Linked DNA regions of Mus musculus: region 2 is linked to region 1. The links are chromatin contacts, called in public promoter capture Hi-C maps. All regions are on one chromosome and are shown on one strand. The core of a region is the stretch at or near the end of the contact, and the rest is flanking DNA. Distances in the headings are between cores, read along the strand shown.

Region 1 (4,269 bases), core at 1,009-3,508:
CCTCATTGAATATTTCTGTCTGAGCTACAGGAGGCCTTGGCTCTCTAAGCCTTGATGACAACAATTAGTCCACAACATATTGCATCAGACCCAGGAACCGAAGTCCAGAGAAGTTCCTAGATCAATTTGGAATTGACATCTCAATTGGGAGCCAGTCTTCAGGAGTCAAGGCTTTCCCCAGCCCTAGCCAGTCCACATTCGCCCCTCCAATTTGGAATCTTGGTCAGGTGTGCAAGTGCTGAAGTTTACAGACTGGCTGTGGGAAGGAGGATGCATGAGCAGAACAGCTGTTTTGTGCTACCCAGATGGGTGCCCCAAGCCCCTGCGGCGAGCCCAAAGGATGAGTAGATCAGATCCTTCAGTCCCCAGAGCTGGCCAGGAGTGTCTCCAGCAGGGGTCTGTGCTGGTATAACTTAAAGTGCTCCTAACAGCCTTCCATCAAGACCAATGCTAAAGGACCCTGACACAGTTCTGTGTAGATGACACTGGGGAAGAGGCCGGCTGGACTTCCACAGAGATGAACATCAGGGGCACCCCATCTAGACCTACAAAGGTATGCCGTTCATTAAGGTCATGGCCAGAGAGAGTACCTTTAGCTGGATGGTCACGGGAATTAAAGATGTCCTCAGAGGATTCTTGTAGCATGGTTTGAAAGAGTTCATGTCTTTCCAGTCCCCAATTCCGAGAAATGGGCACTTTAGTATGCATTTTGTTACTGCCTTCCGGGATGACACAGAAGTCCCTCAGGCCAGGAGACTGGGCCTGCAGCGTGGAGGCATTTATTGCTGCAATTGCACCTTCTTCCCATCAGCCTGAGCCTTCGGGTTCCAGTTAAGATCAATCTCTGCCTTTGGTGTTTGATCTGGTGGTAAATCCGGGATCCCCTGAGTCTCTACTGGGTCTTTGGTAGCCTCCTCAAGCTCGGGCGTGTCCTTGGTAGCCTCTGGCAGGGTATCGTCCAGGTCCAGGTCAGGCTTTGTGGGGCGTCGTGTCCAGGCATGGGTCCAGGGCGCCACTGGCGTGGGCCGCGGTGAAACCCAGAAGTCATTTTCGGGGGCCAGCGCCACAGTCTGAGGCCGCACACCGGAATTGGTGACATGAGGAATGAGGAAAAAGATGTACACACCAGAAACCACGAGACCCGCGGCCACCAGCACAGCTAGCGCCACTGCTGCGTTGAAAGCCCATGCTGGACTGCTCAGGGACAGGCGACGTGACAGCGGGCGGCCGAGGCGAAGCGGGGGTGGAGGCGGTGGGGCACGCACTGTGCGGCTCTTTCGCGGCCCGGGAGACGGCGGTGGTGGCCGCAGGTACAGGAGACCCCGGCGTCGGTCAAAGCGCACAGAACCCTGGCGTGGCAGTGGCGCGCGCGCATCGCGAGGCAGCAAACCGGGCTGTGTGGGCAGAGCGGGCAGCCCCCGGCGCGGGGCCAAGCGTGTGGGCGCGCGGCACATGGGGCAAGCCACTGCATCGCCGCCACCCGCAGTAGCCAGCGACAGGCGTGCCAGGCACTCGAGACAGAATACGTGACCGCAGTCCAGGCGTTTAGGCAGCTTGAAAATGCCGTCGAAGGGTGACACGCAGATAAGACATTCCATGGGGGATGTAGGGGGCAGAATGGGGCCTGAGCCAGGGGTGCCATCGCCCTCCTCCTCTTCTGCATCCTCGTCTTCGCCTCTGCTAGGGGAGTTAGGAGCAGAGACGGTACTTGGGGAGCTGGGGCCAGAGCCCTGGGATGTTCGGTGGCGGCGGAGCCAGGGCAGCCGAGGACACGGCATTCAGACTGGACCTATGGAGAGAAGAGCTTAGGTAGGAACCTGGAGGTTGTTGACAGACTGACAAAATTTCAGAGAGGAGCAGAGTAGGTCTAAGGAAGCAAAAAAGCGAGGGCAGGGAGTCCTTGTTTGGACCCACTGTCGCCAAAGGTCTAGAGAGAAACTGGGTAAGACTGAAGCAGTTTCAAAGATGTAGAGGATACATCTCTGGAGAGATACAAGAGGATCAACTCCAACCTTGAGTAAGAATAGTCCCGGAGTAATTAAGACTCCAGGGAACACTCACTATATTAATCTGTCACCTGGACCACTGCACCCCCAAGCCGGCGTTGAGGTGCCCAATAGCTGAGAAGAAAAGTAGTAAATTCAGGTTATGAGAGCTAACTCCTCAAACAGAAACAACTGACTCTGGTCACTTTGCAAGACACCCACCTGTAGACACCTTTCCTTGTGCGGGATTGCAGCGTCTCTTCCGTTCTGACCCCAATTTCTGGCTTGTCTGCCACTAGGTAGCTAAGTGCTCCTCCCTGAAGGAGTACACCTGACCTTAGGCCAACCCTCTAGGTTCCCACATACCTGTTAAACCAGTCTAGCCACTCGCCCCGCCCCCAGGCCCCTCCTACTAGCATGAATAGTCTGATCTATAACAGATGCTGGGGTGGGTTGTCTGCTAATAGAACAAGACCATGGACCACTCTTCAAAGCCTTTAGTACTGGTCTCCATAGGGGCACTTGAAGCCTGTACACAAACCACACTATGGGAGTGAACAAACTAGATCCACCTAGACCAGACCAACACAAGTTCCTCATCCCCAATACTTGTTGGGTCTTCCCTGGGCACCAGGCTTACACCCTCTTACTAGCACTAGTTCTGAGGTGCTACAATTCTGCAGGCACTCGTCATGAAAATAATAGTTCCAGGGCTAGAAAGATGGCTCAGCAGTTAAGAGCACTGATTGCACTTCCGAGGGTCCTGAGTACAAGTCCCCAGCAACCATATGGTGGCTCACACCCATCCATAATGAGATCTGACTCCCTCTTCTGGAGTATCTGGAGACAGCTACAGTGTACTGTACTTACATAATAAATCTTTAAGAAAATACAATTTTCTTTTTGTTTACTGGTGAATGCCATGCCAGGGAGGTGAGCTGCATCCTCTATACCATGGGAGGTACCCTATGCCCTAAATGATTAGACAAGCACACAGGAAGGTATAGTTGTTCCAAAGGACACAGTTTATTAGGCAGCAGCTGGGAAATCAGCGGTTAGACTTGGCCACACGCTCCAGTTCATCTTTCTTCTTGATGGCATAGGAATTGGAGGAGCCCTGCAAGGACAGATGGTTAGCTCTGAATGCTGGACAAACTCCCAAATGCCCAACCCAAGTGGTATGCCCTGACCCACCTTGGCAGCATTAATGAGCTCATCTGCAAGGCACTCGGCGATGGTCTTGATGTTCCGGAAAGCAGCCTCACGAGCCCCTGTGCACAGCAGCCAGATGGCCTAGACAAGACAGACAGGGCTCAGGCCTCAAACGGTCCCTCCTGCCAGTGACCTGGGACCCACCTCAACAGATACCATATACTTACTACTTTAGGGAGTTGATACCTTATCAGATAGCTGATCTGAGAGGGCTGAGAAAACAAGGGCCCCAACTAACAAAGAGACTTAAGAACTGCCAGCAAAATATTTGATGCTTTTGACTGGAACCCTTGATGTCCCCATGGTACTCAGGTATCAAGCAATCCACCCTGTGCCTTTCAAGTAGCTAAAATTACAGGTAGGTACGTGTACCACCACAAAATAGACTCAAACAAATCAAGAAGAAACAAAACAAAGCCTGTTGTGAAAGTATACACTAGGGATGAGATGAACCAGACTGGGAAGGCTGGACTACCATCTGCCTCATACCGAGTGGAAATCCAGGAAGGTTTCCTGGAGGAAGTGAGGTTCCTGGTAAAACATGCAAGACAGGACCCCACCCACTTGTGCTGATGGCTCCTACCCCACCCCTTCACAAGCCTCTGACCCACCTGATTCACTCGACGCAGTGGGGACACATCCACAGCCTGTCGTCTCACTGTACCGGCCCGCCCAATGCGTGTTGAGTCTTCTCGGGGGCCACTGTTGATGATAGCATTCACCAGGACCTGCAGAGGGTTCTGGCAGAAAAGGGAGGCGTGAGCCTGATATCCACCCCCAACCTTTTCAACCCTAAACAAGGTGGCGGTGTCCCAGGTAATGAACCTGGCATGTATACCATGAAGCTTTGGTATGAATCAAGGACAAAACCTTACCTCACCAGTGAGCAGGTGGATGATCTCAAAGGCATGCTTGACAATTCGCACAGTCATGAGCTTCTTGCCGTTGTTACGACCATGCATCATCATGGAGTTAGTAAGGCGCTCCACGATGGGACATTGTGCTTTGCGGAAGCGCTTGGCAGCATACCGTCCGGCACTGTGGGGCAGGTACTTGGCATACTTCTCCTTCA
Region 2 (4,269 bases), core at 1,005-3,504, 3.1 Mb before region 1:
GTGCTGGGATTAAAGGTGTGCACCAACATCCTCCAGCACATATTACTTTTCTAATTTAAAAAATTAACATAGTCAGAAGTGGTGGCTCACGTCAGTGGTCATCAGCACTTGGGAAACTGAGACAGGAGAATTATTCAGACTCTGAGGACAGCCTGGACAACACAGTGAGACCCTGTCTCAAATAAACAAGTAAAAGTAAATGAAAATTGGGCATGTACTACATGCCTTAGTCCTAAGTACTCAGAAGGCTGAGGCAGGAAAATCACTTGAGCCCAGGCACTCAGAGCCAGCTTAGCTTAATCACTAGCACAGTAAAACCCCCATCTCAAAAACAAAAAAGAAAAAAATGACATATGCATATTTACTTATATGGGCCTTAATTTAAGTTTTAAAAGCATAGAGTTGAAATTTAATGCTTGGGCTGGGGGCATTGTAACAGTTGAATATAAAGAAAGGCTAAACTGAGCAGAACCCTAAGAATAACTGATGACAATTAGGGTTCCTGTGTCCAGGAAAACACGCATCTCTTTCACGAGCACTTTTCAGTATCACCACGGCCCAAAGTGAGTGCCATATTACAACCCTGGGCCTGGCTAGTGCCATAGTCAGTCTTCCCATGTGCACTCTCCTAAGTTCCTAAGACTTCCTGCTCTGCCATCATTCCAACACAGACACAGGCCTGGTCACTGCTTGGTAATCTTTGGAGTGGGGCCTGCAGAAATCTTTCCCAGTAGCAAGTTCTTGCTACTTCCTCAGACACAATCCCAATTACTGAGTTTCAGGCATTTAGATGTGGACTTCCCTTCAAACAGTGGGATTATAAACTCCCTGGACCTCTACCCAAGTCAACCCATTGAAGCAACTTTCCAGGAACCAATAAAGAGGATCAGAACCAAACCAAAATTAAACAAGAGAACTCCCTTCCACAGGAGACCAACAGCAAACTAAAATGACACTCACACAAGCTGCTCAATTATTTCACTAATTCTCTCCTTTTCTTCGATGGTTGAAGAGAAAACCTTGGAACTGAATCAAGGCCCTATTTAAGATGAAGTATTACTGACAATATTGGTTGTAAAAAACAACTAGCTGGGCATGGCACAATCTATAGTCCTGGTTCCTGGACAGACTGAGGCAAGAGGTCTGATGGAGCCTCAGTGTTCTGAAAAGATGGCAAGACCTCCCTCTTTTAAAAAGACAAAGCAGGATTTAATCAAGCACCTGTCTGGTACATTATGGTCTATGGGAGGCTTTTGCAGTCTTCTCCTTTTCATGTCTCACCATTGTTCTAGAGCAGTGGGCATGTGAGGATTGGGGTCCCCTTATTTTACATGACATGAGGTCTGGAAAAGCTGGACTAGTACAAGACAGAATGGACAGGATCCCCACTTACTCTGGACAAATGCTCTTGAGATACAGCAGTAATATAAACGTCCCCTACAAGCCTGATGGTCTGCCTCCACACAGATCAAAGATGGGGATGCCAGTCTGTGGGATGGCTCGGTGGTAAAAGCACAAGCTACGGAAGCCTGAGGACCTGTATTTAACACCCAGAACCCACAAGCTGACAATTCCAAAGTAGGATAAAAGCCTCCTCTACAAGAAGAGATTTTTGTTTTGTTTTTCCTTTCCTTCCTTCCCTTTATTAGCATGTTGAAGTCAGGGTCTTACTATGTAGCTCTGGCTGGCCTCTATTTGCAGTGTTCCTCCTGTGTTTGTATTCTACATGCTGGAGTTATGAGCAGGCATCATCATGCCCAGCTAAGGAGACCTTTCCTAGCCAATGCCAGCGGATTCAGTCCCTGGCTACCTGCAGGAACTGTAGGTGCTCAGTCCATGAGCAGCCTCACCTTGTAAGGAGGTCTGTGACTCAGAGTCTGCATATTCTTCCAGCAGCTTCACAGAGTCACTGTCCTTCCCCGAGTATAGGGACAGGGTGTCCAGATTGTCCTCTAGCACTTCACTGGGCATATCAGATGTGGAGAGACTGGGGTCAAGGTCCAAACCGCTTAAGCCAGCGTAGAGCAGGTCCCGTGTGCTGGGGCCCAGGTCCCGGTTGAGTGTGTCACTGCAGTTGAGCACTTGACTTTCAGAGAAGGATGGGAGGTGCCCTTCTGATGGAAGTGCTCCCTCTTCCCCAAGACTGTATGGCTCCATGGCTTTCCACTGCCAGGTCCTGGCTAGAGCCCGTCTCCAGACAAGCAAAGCCGTGTCCAGAGTCAGGAAGGGAAGAGCCCTCGCTGGCAGCTAGCTCCTGAAAATGAACAAGGACGTATTAGAATCAAGAGGTGGTAGGTGTAGTAGGCAGAATGTAGACTTGAAAATGGAGCCACTGAGATGGGTCTGTTCTTAGCCATTTAACCTTGCTGCACGACCTTGGGCAAGATCCATGAACTCCATTTCCTCATCTGTCAACTAGACAAAAGAATAACACATGGTGGACTGCAGAGTCCTCTGCCTCCAGTTATAAATATTAGAAAGATCAAATAGACTTTAATGTGTGTCTAGGCAGAAAAGACAAGCAAGGAAAATCCCAAGGCCAGCAACAAGGAAACTCAAAGTTAGAGTCTGTGCAGGCACAAGTCAGTCCACTGGGACATCCAGGCCCAAGTTTAAGCCTGGGGATGCTTGTCCACTTGTTCCATGTGGCCAGGAGACACATGAAATACCACTGCACAAAGGGAGGCTTACTGTGTGTGTAAAAGAGCCTGGACTGGGAAAGTCTCATACAAAAAAAAAAAAAAAAAAGTAAATACAATGAGTTTTAATATAGAGTAAATGTTGAAGTTAGGTTGGGGGTGTAGCTCAGTTAGTAAAATGCCTATCCTAGCACACTCAAACTTCTAGGCTCCACTCAGCATCACATAAACCAGGCATGCCTGTAGTCCCAACATTTGGGATATGGAGGCAAGATATCCTTGGGTAAATAGATAGTTTGAGGCCAGCCTGTGTTTCATGAGATGCTGTCTCAATAGTCCTATCACCCTGATCCCCAAAAAGGAATAAAAGAGGAAGTTTTACTAACCACATTCTAAAAATAAAAAAGATTACAAGGAAGTACTATGAAGAACTGTGTTTAGACAGTGCACTCACACAGAAGATAGGCTACAATACACACCCAATGTGTTAAGTCATTGAACTCAGATACAAAAAAATCAATGAGCAAATTTCTAGAAATAGACAGATTATCAAAATTCACTCAGAAGAATATATGAATGATCTTAAAACAAATTAAAAGATAAGGGGATATGCAGTGGTGCCCACCTATACTTCTAGCATGCCAGAAGTTGAGCGAGACAAGTCCTTGAATCCAGGAGTTCAAGACTGGCCTAGGAAAAACAAGCAGGAGAAGAAAAGAAAAGAGAAGAGGGAGGAAGGAAGATAGGGATGAAGAGAGGAGAAAGATGGGGAGGGGAAGCAAAGGTAAGAGGAGAGAGAAATGAAAAGGGAAGGAAGGGAAAGAAAATACTAAATTCATATTGAATTCAAATAATTCTCACCTATCTTACCACAGAAACACAAAACAAAACAACAAAACTTTATTATGTGGTGATGAAACATGCCTTTAATTGCAGCACTTGGGAGGCAGAAGCAGATGGATCTATGTGTGTTGAGGCCAGCCTGGTCTAAAAAGTAAGTTTTAGGACAGCCAGGACTACACAGTGAAACCCTGTCTTGAAAAACCAACAAAACAAAAATCTTTATTAAAACTCTTAGTAATGGTGAAAGGTTCAGGGGCCCAGCAGGCCTCTACAGGAAAATATGACCTGCTGGATGGAGCAGAGCTCTAACTTACCCTAGCCCATCCCACTCCCTGGCTCAGCAGTGGTCATGAAGAGTTAGCTATGTGTCTGGTATGGGTTCCTGATGCTGAAAGAACAGAGTAGAATTTGTTCTTAAAGAACCACAGCCTCCCATCTGACCTATCCTGGTTCCCTGAAAGCCCATGGCAAAGGTCTTGACCTTATTTTATCTAATTTGGGAATTCCTCAGGATGGAGATGAGCTGCAAGAGGACAGCTGCTGCAGTCTGGGGCAGGAACTGATAACCTTAAGCCAAAACAGAAAGCTGGGGTGATGGTGCACTGCAGGATAACAACTCTGAGAAGCTTTCATCTTAGGTCTCTCGCAGCACTAGACACAATCATATCACACCACCCAGCAACCGCTCTCCCTGGAGCCACCTGTATAGCTCAAAGTACATGACCACACAAAAACCTGCACACACGTTTTCATGACAGTTCCAGCCATAGATGTCAAACCTGGAAGT

What was found. Promoter capture Hi-C pulls out the DNA fragments that hold promoters and counts their contacts.
Region 2: a contact with region 1 is called in a promoter capture Hi-C map of pre-B cells. The contact joins the promoter of Zfp541 here to the promoter of Rnf225 in region 1. A contact is called at or near these places in 2 of 39 promoter capture datasets (cranial neural crest and pre-B cells).

Annotation. Positions count from the first base shown.
Region 1 is chr7:12,925,405-12,929,673 of GRCm38.p6, reverse strand. It overlaps Rnf225 (ring finger protein 225), which reads right to left and starts at 2,258. Exons shown (of 2, transcript NM_029809.2): 1 at 2,208-2,258; 2 at 1-1,789. The coding sequence starts at 1,778. The coding sequence ends at 780. Rps5 (ribosomal protein S5) reads right to left here. Exons shown (of 6, transcript NM_009095.2): 3 at 4,073-4,269; 4 at 3,809-3,937; 5 at 3,180-3,278; 6 at 2,988-3,102. The coding sequence ends at 3,034.
Region 2 is chr7:16,069,830-16,074,098 of GRCm38.p6, reverse strand. It overlaps Zfp541 (zinc finger protein 541), which reads right to left and starts at 2,254. Exons shown (of 16, transcript NM_001099277.2): 1 at 1,851-2,254. The coding sequence starts at 2,157.